Linked DNA regions of Mus musculus: region 2 is linked to region 1. The links are chromatin contacts, called in public promoter capture Hi-C maps. All regions are on one chromosome and are shown on one strand. Each heading gives the region's core, a stretch centred on a gene start, on an enhancer-like site or on the middle of the called end of the contact. The rest is flanking DNA. Distances are from core to core; before and after follow the strand shown.

Region 1 (3,225 bases), core at 455-2,954:
CTTACAAGTTTTCCTAATCTGTTTAGAGCACAAAAAATAAACAAACAGCTAGCATAGCTCAAGTGCTGAACTAGAAAATCACCAACTGTTCAGACTGAGATAAAACTGCTTTCCAATAACGAGAAAAACGTCAGCACGTGCTGGCCCCGAGGAAGTGCCTCCCAGAAGAGTCTGCCTCCACAGCACTCATTGCTTCTTACCACGGCTGCTCCTTCAGCTCCAACTAACCAGACACCACAAATTCAAAATATCACACAAGAGGCCCAATAGCATCTATGCTTCTCTTGGGAACTTCACGAGCCAGGCATGTCATCTGCATCTCAGAGATGTCCCTCCAAGGACCCAGAACAGAGCACCAAGCTTTGAACACGTAAGTGGCTTCTCTAGCCCAAAGTTCAAAAGTCCTTCCAGAATCCTCCTGGAAACAGGGTCCAGTCTGTCACAGCAACATCCCACTCCTGGCACCAGCTTCTTAGGTAGGGTTATCACTGCTGTGATAAACACTGTGACCAAAAGCAGCTTGGGAAGGAAAGGGTTTATTCTCTCACACTTCCACATCACAGTCCATCATCAAAGGAAGCCAGGACAGGAACTCAAACGGAGCAGGAACCTGGATGCAGAGGCCATGGGCAAGTGCTGCATACTGGCTTGCTTCTTAGGGTCTGCTCAGCCTGCTTTCTTAGAGCATGAAGGACCAACAGCCCACGAGTGGCACCACTGACATCGACTGGCAATCAGGAAAATGCACCACAGGCTTCCCACAGGCCAGTCTGGTGGGCATTTTCACACTTGAGGTTCCCTCTTCTACAAAAGAATTCTAGCTTGTGGCAAGTTGACATACGTAAAACTAGCCCGCACAGTCAATCATTTTCCTTTCTCTTTCTCTTTCTCTTTCTCTTTCTCTCTCTCTCTCTCTCTCTCTCTCTCTCTCTCTTCTCCCCTCTCCTCTCCCCTCTCCCCTCCCTCTCCCTCTCCCTTTCTCTGGAGGGAAAAAACAAACAAACAAAAACCAAACACTCACTTTGCTGCAGATTTCTGTATCAAAGGTGAGATCAGATGAAATCGTATATATGCTGAAAGAAAAAGACCATGGATAAAATATAAAAGGTCAGAGGCCTCAAATATCTTAACACCTATTATTTTCTTTTAATGGGGCTTTTAAGTTCAAAATAAACTACTAGTCCCTAAAGCCTCGTTACATGTCTATTCTCTTTTATCCCTACGTTATTTTTATTCTTAAAGCTTTTAAAGGGTGTTTCTCACCATTCCAATTAAGTATCATAGAAGCACACTTTAACCTACAGGAATATCAGACACATACAAAAAGGTCTATGAATAACCATATTTATCATTAACTTGAGACAGGCAAAAATATTTATAGAAGTTTACACGTTAGGAACATTTATCAATCAAGCAGCTCGGTGTCCATGGGAAGGTGCCATGAAGCCTTTTCCTAGAGACGCTGAATGAACGGCAATAACCGTTTTTAAATCTTATGATTCAGTCAAGAAAAACTGTGAGGAGACAGCCCCAAATCCCAAAGCCTGGGAGACTGAGGCACAGGCTTGCCATGTGTAGACTGGCCTGGGTCACACATTACGTGACGTTCTAGAGAAAGGGGAGGAGAGAAGGTGAAAGGGAGACTGTCTAGGTCCAGAGTATGATTCCAAGAACAACACGGTTTGGCCATGACTTAAAGTCAAAGGAATTTAGAGGGTGTGTTTACCCCACAGGAGACACGCTAAAAGCAAAAGGCAGAGATAAGCAGTAGGGAAGATTTCCCTTTACAGTTCTAGATTAGGCTTCCTATCATATCTAGGAATGATTCTCCTCATATCTTATTCCATTTTTAAAAATAATGTAGTGTCTTTAATCCCAGCACTTGGGAGGCAGAGGCAGGTGGATTTATGAGTTCAAGGCCAGCCTGGTCTACAGAACAGCCAGGGCTACACAGAGAAACCCTGTCTCGAAAAAAAAGAAAAAATGTCTAAATAATACTATTAATCCTAAGTTTATGAAATAACTGGTACTAATTTATCTGAAAGGAAAAATCTTTAAAAATAGCTTCTTTCTAGAATTGGATTTTTTAGTTATGTATGTGTGTGTGTGTGTGTGTGTTCAGGTCAGAGGACAATTCTTCTGTGAAGGTCAGAGGACAATTCCTAGAAGTTGGTTCTCACCTCCTACCATGCCGGCCCAAAGCCAGGCATCAGGCTTGGTATCAAGTGCCTTTAGCTGCTGGGCCAGCTCACCAGCCCAGAGCTGACTGTCTACTTCTGGAAGGCAGAGTGTCTGTATACACTCCCATAAGCACAGGTGCACACTGTTAGCCTATAACTGTAAAGGGGGCTTCAAAGGGAGAGGAGTAGGCAACAGGAACAGAGGCTGCCTCAGAAGAGGAAGCTTTCTCTACTTTATCTCACCTTTGGGGATTTTGAATTTGTTGTCTTTCTTATACCACAAGCAGCCTTGTGCGGTATTGACAATTTTAGCAGGGTATTCAGTTTCAGGGCAATCAAAAGCCTTCAACGTAAAGTCCGTGGCTAACAATAAGAACAAAAGAGTGATCATATTTTCAAATGCAATGTACACATGGCCTTAAATTAGATGGAAACTAAAGCTATCTCATTCCCAACAGCAGATTCTTATCTCTGTACACTCAGCCTCCCTTTCCCAAGTAACCGTTAATTAGGAGAGGGTGGCCTTTGGGTCTGGACACTTGTATAACGCAATGAATGAATAGGTTCTTCAAGAAGAATAATCTTTTGCCAAGTTTAAGTTCTGCTTTTGCCAAATAGTTCTGCTCAAATACCACCTTTTGTTATTTCAAATTACTGGCAAACTGTTTAATTAGCATGTAGATAAAAGATAGTTAATTTATGGGCTGGAAAGATGGCTCAGCGGTTAAGAGCACTGGCTGCTCTTCTGAGGACCTGGGTTCAATTCCTAGTAACCGCATGGCAGCTCACAACCATCTGTAACTCAAGATCCAGTGGTTCCAACTCCCTCACACATACATGTAGGCAAAACAGCAAACGCACATAATTTTTTTTAAATTATAGATTAATGATCTCTTAAAAAAGATAGTAAATTTAAAGAAAGGGGAGAATAAAAGATGGGGCTGGAGAGATGGTTGTGAGTTACCATGTGGGAGCCGGGAGCTAAACCCTGTCTTCTGAAAGAACAAGCTGTTACTCTTAACCATTTCTGTAGCCTCATCAATAC
Region 2 (3,225 bases), core at 357-2,856, 200 kb before region 1:
AATGTTTTTAGTGGGAGAAACATTTTAAACAAAGATCTAGAATAAAATGTGCACCCTAATGTTTTTAGTGGGAGAAACATTTTAAAGACCAGTGAGAACGCTTTGCGGTAAGGACACTTGTGGACAAGCCTGGTGACCCAAGCTCAGTCCCCGGAACCCACATCACAGAAAAAGAGGTCTAACTCCAACAACTTGTCTTCTGTCAACCTCCACATGCAGCCCATGGCATACATGGGCACACACACACACACACACACACATGGGCACACACACAAATCTAATTTTTTAAGTAAACAGAGTATGCACATTAATATGATTATATCTATTTATGTGATGTAGAAAGTTCCAATTCATTTAAAAGGAACAAGCTAAAAAAAAAAAAAAAAAAAAGAGGGGGGGTAGTAATACAAATGTGCATGGCTTGTATCCCTGTTTTTCAGGTAAGTCAGGAAGGAAGGAAACACAGTGACTCTTCCTTCTTCCTCCCCTTCTGAAACCATGCCTGGCATCTGGTAGTGACTTCATTCCATTTCTATACTGACCTCCCGAAGTCAGAAACCCGAGTAAGTGAGGATAACTAAAGCAGGAAATGAATAAAGAAACGAGGAAAGCAAAGCACAGGGCCCTGTACTAGGAGCTTTGGTGCCTGCACAGTTAGAGGTGGAGGCGCAAGGGTCAGAAGTTCAAGGCTATCTCAGCTACATAGCAAGCTGGAGGCCAGTCTAGACTACATGAGACATTATCCCAAAATGAGACAGGGAAAGGAACCATGTAAGATCAGCAAAGGCATCAAAAGTATTAGTAATACACAGGAGTACATCTGATGAAGAAAGACTAGCACGCAGGCCCAAGTTTTCTGCTTCTATTATCAGATACAGATCTTCAGGAAAATTATTCAGCTTTTTGGAGCCTTCTTTTGAGGCTGAAAAATAGGTATATGGTTAAAATTAAACAAACATGCAAAGTCCTTAATACAGTGGTTGTATAAGGGACTAAGTAAAAGTTGAGGATAAATATAATTACTTCCACTTAAAAGAGGAGTTGTTTGAGGTTTAAAAAGATCAGGATTTATTCAAGTCTCTAACGTCAGGTTGGGGCTTGCTTCTTCTACTTTGTGGAAAAGGACCACTGCTGAAGGGCTATGAGCCCAGGTGCTTTACCTGCCAAAGATCCAGACCAAGGACACTAATGTTGTGATAGTGACCAATGGTGGGGTCAGGCCTGTATTTGGGGTTGTCTATCTCTGGGTGAATCCACTCGCCCTGGTAATTGGGGTTGTCAATGATCCGAGGTTTCCATTCTCCCTAAACAAAAAAACCAACCAAGAGTGGACATGTCAGTAATAATTTTCCATTTTTCTAACATTACACAATCAAAAAGCATCAATCAATTTATAAAGAGTTGTGTCACAGCCTCTTAAAACTCTCCCTCTCACAGCCAGCTGTGGTGGCGCATACCTTTAATCCCAGCACTTGGGAGGCAGAGGTAGAGGCAGGCGGATTTCTGAGTTCGAGGCCAGCCTGGTCTACAGAGCTGTACAGAGAAACCCTGTCTCAAAAACCAAACCAAAACAAAACAAAAAAAACCCCAACTCTCCCTTTCTTTGAGTAATGGCATAAGACTCTTCCAAGTTCCCTTTTCCACCCACTGGGAGTGAAATGACATGGCAAGGGTCTATTCTGGCCTGGCCCTTTCTCTGAACAGGCACATCCATGAAGTTTAGAAACACAGCTTCTTGGAGAACATAGTTGAAGTGTTGTGGCACTCGGGGCTGTTCTCTTTGTCCTGTGTGGTGCAGGAAACTGGCCAGATAAAATCCTGCTCCAGTTAACTTTGTTGCTGGGCCACTTGTTGGCGGATTCCTTTAGTTCTTGCTCTGACATGAGATCACGAGTTGACCCTTAAATGGAAGTTCCTCACTAGGCAGTGGTGGCGCATGCCTTTAATCCCAGCACTCGGGAGGCAGAGGCAGGTGGATTTCTGAGTTCAAGGCCAGCTTGGTCTACAGAGTGAGTTCCAGGACAGCCAGGGCTACACAGAGAAACCTTGTCTGAGGGGGAGGTGGCGGTTAGGGGGGAGGAAGTCCCTCTATCCTTAAATACCTTGGATTCATGCAGATCCCACTCTTTACCCTTCTAGCCTGCTCGTAAGACATCCAATTCCTGAGTCCTAGACTGTTTCCTGTTTGCATCATGTTCCTTTAACTGGCAGCTTTTCCCAGCTCTAGACAAGCTCCTTGCCCAAGCCTGTCTGACCCATTACCTCTTAGTGCTGGCTTTACCAGCCCTCCCCCCTTATAAGTAGGAAGAGACTGAGAACTCTGATGTGGCCAGCATCCTATTCAGTGTTCAGAGTGTAGAGGGGAAGAACAGGAGAACACAGACTTTCTGCTTTGTTTTCATTTTGTTGTATTTTCTTTTGAGACATGGTCCTGCTGTACAGTCCAGCCTGTCCTTGAACTCGAAATCTTCCTACCTCAACCTCCTGAGGGCTAGGATTACAAGCCTATGGGTTAGAAATTGTGTTTTGTAAATTAGAATTTATAAGTTAGAATTTACATGCATACATCTGGTTTGCATGTGTTTTATAAGTTAGAATTTACATCTGATTTCCCTTCATAAGTTGTCATTGAAAAGAGGGATTCCTCACCATGTACTTGACGTTTGGTATCAAGGGCCCTTCCCACACTCCATCCATCGCCTCATTCCAGTCATCTGGCTTCTTGGCATCCGGGTCTGGGATGAATTCAGAGTCCTCCCAGTCCTAAAACAAAATGTTCCTTCATGAAGATAGACGTGATATGGGAGGAAACTGGGGACTCAAGTACAGACAGGGGGAATCGGCTCCCTACCCACCCCGCCCTCCTGCTCCAGTGTGTGATAGCCCAGTGCAGGAGAGAGAAGGTCATCGTGGCCCCCTCCCCCTGGGTGCACCATCATTCTGACCTTGAGTACTTTAAACTCACATCAGGTGGGTATTATCCTTGTCTCTGACCTCACCCTGCCCTCAGTCATGTGAGCTGCAGCTATGGTTTGTATGTGATTTGCTCCCACACAGTCTTTACCTGGAGTCTTGCTACCCTGAACATGCCTGCTAGACCTGGCTTGAAATCAGACCCTCATTTTCTCATGGTGCCTTACTATACCTTCGTCTCCCCGAGATTAGCTTTCCCTGCTAAACTCCCTCTGACCTCAGGTTTCTTATCGTCAGGATCCTCTATCTGTT

The links. Capture Hi-C pulls out chosen DNA fragments and counts their contacts.
Region 2: a promoter capture Hi-C map of adipose tissue shows a contact between it and region 1. The contact joins two enhancer-like sites. A contact is called at or near these places in 3 of 39 promoter capture datasets (the 3T3-L1 cell line, embryonic stem cells and stem cell-derived epiblast-like cells) and 3 of 9 other capture datasets (adipose tissue, liver and pancreatic islet).

Annotation. Positions count from the first base shown.
Region 1 is chr4:109,046,915-109,050,139 of GRCm38.p6, reverse strand. It overlaps Nrd1 (nardilysin, N-arginine dibasic convertase, NRD convertase 1), which reads right to left. Exons shown (of 31, transcript NM_146150.3): 18 at 2,424-2,543; 19 at 1,022-1,073. Among named protein-coding and RNA genes, the nearest start is that of Gm32581, 30 kb to the left of the region's middle. Within about 2 kb of position 1,704, at least 24 of the 459 cell types and tissues checked have an H3K27ac peak or open chromatin away from gene starts, as enhancers often do. A contact at or near this core is called in adipose tissue, where this site is marked.
Region 2 is chr4:109,244,227-109,247,451 of GRCm38.p6, reverse strand. It overlaps Calr4 (calreticulin 4), which reads right to left. Exons shown (of 8, transcript NM_001033226.4): 4 at 3,191-3,225; 5 at 2,650-2,763; 6 at 1,161-1,304. All of the region lies in intron 2 of Gm40225 (a long non-coding RNA gene), which reads left to right. Among named protein-coding and RNA genes, the nearest start is that of Calr4, 10 kb to the right of the region's middle. Within about 2 kb of position 1,606, at least 12 of the 459 cell types and tissues checked have an H3K27ac peak or open chromatin away from gene starts, as enhancers often do. A contact at or near this core is called in adipose tissue, where this site is marked.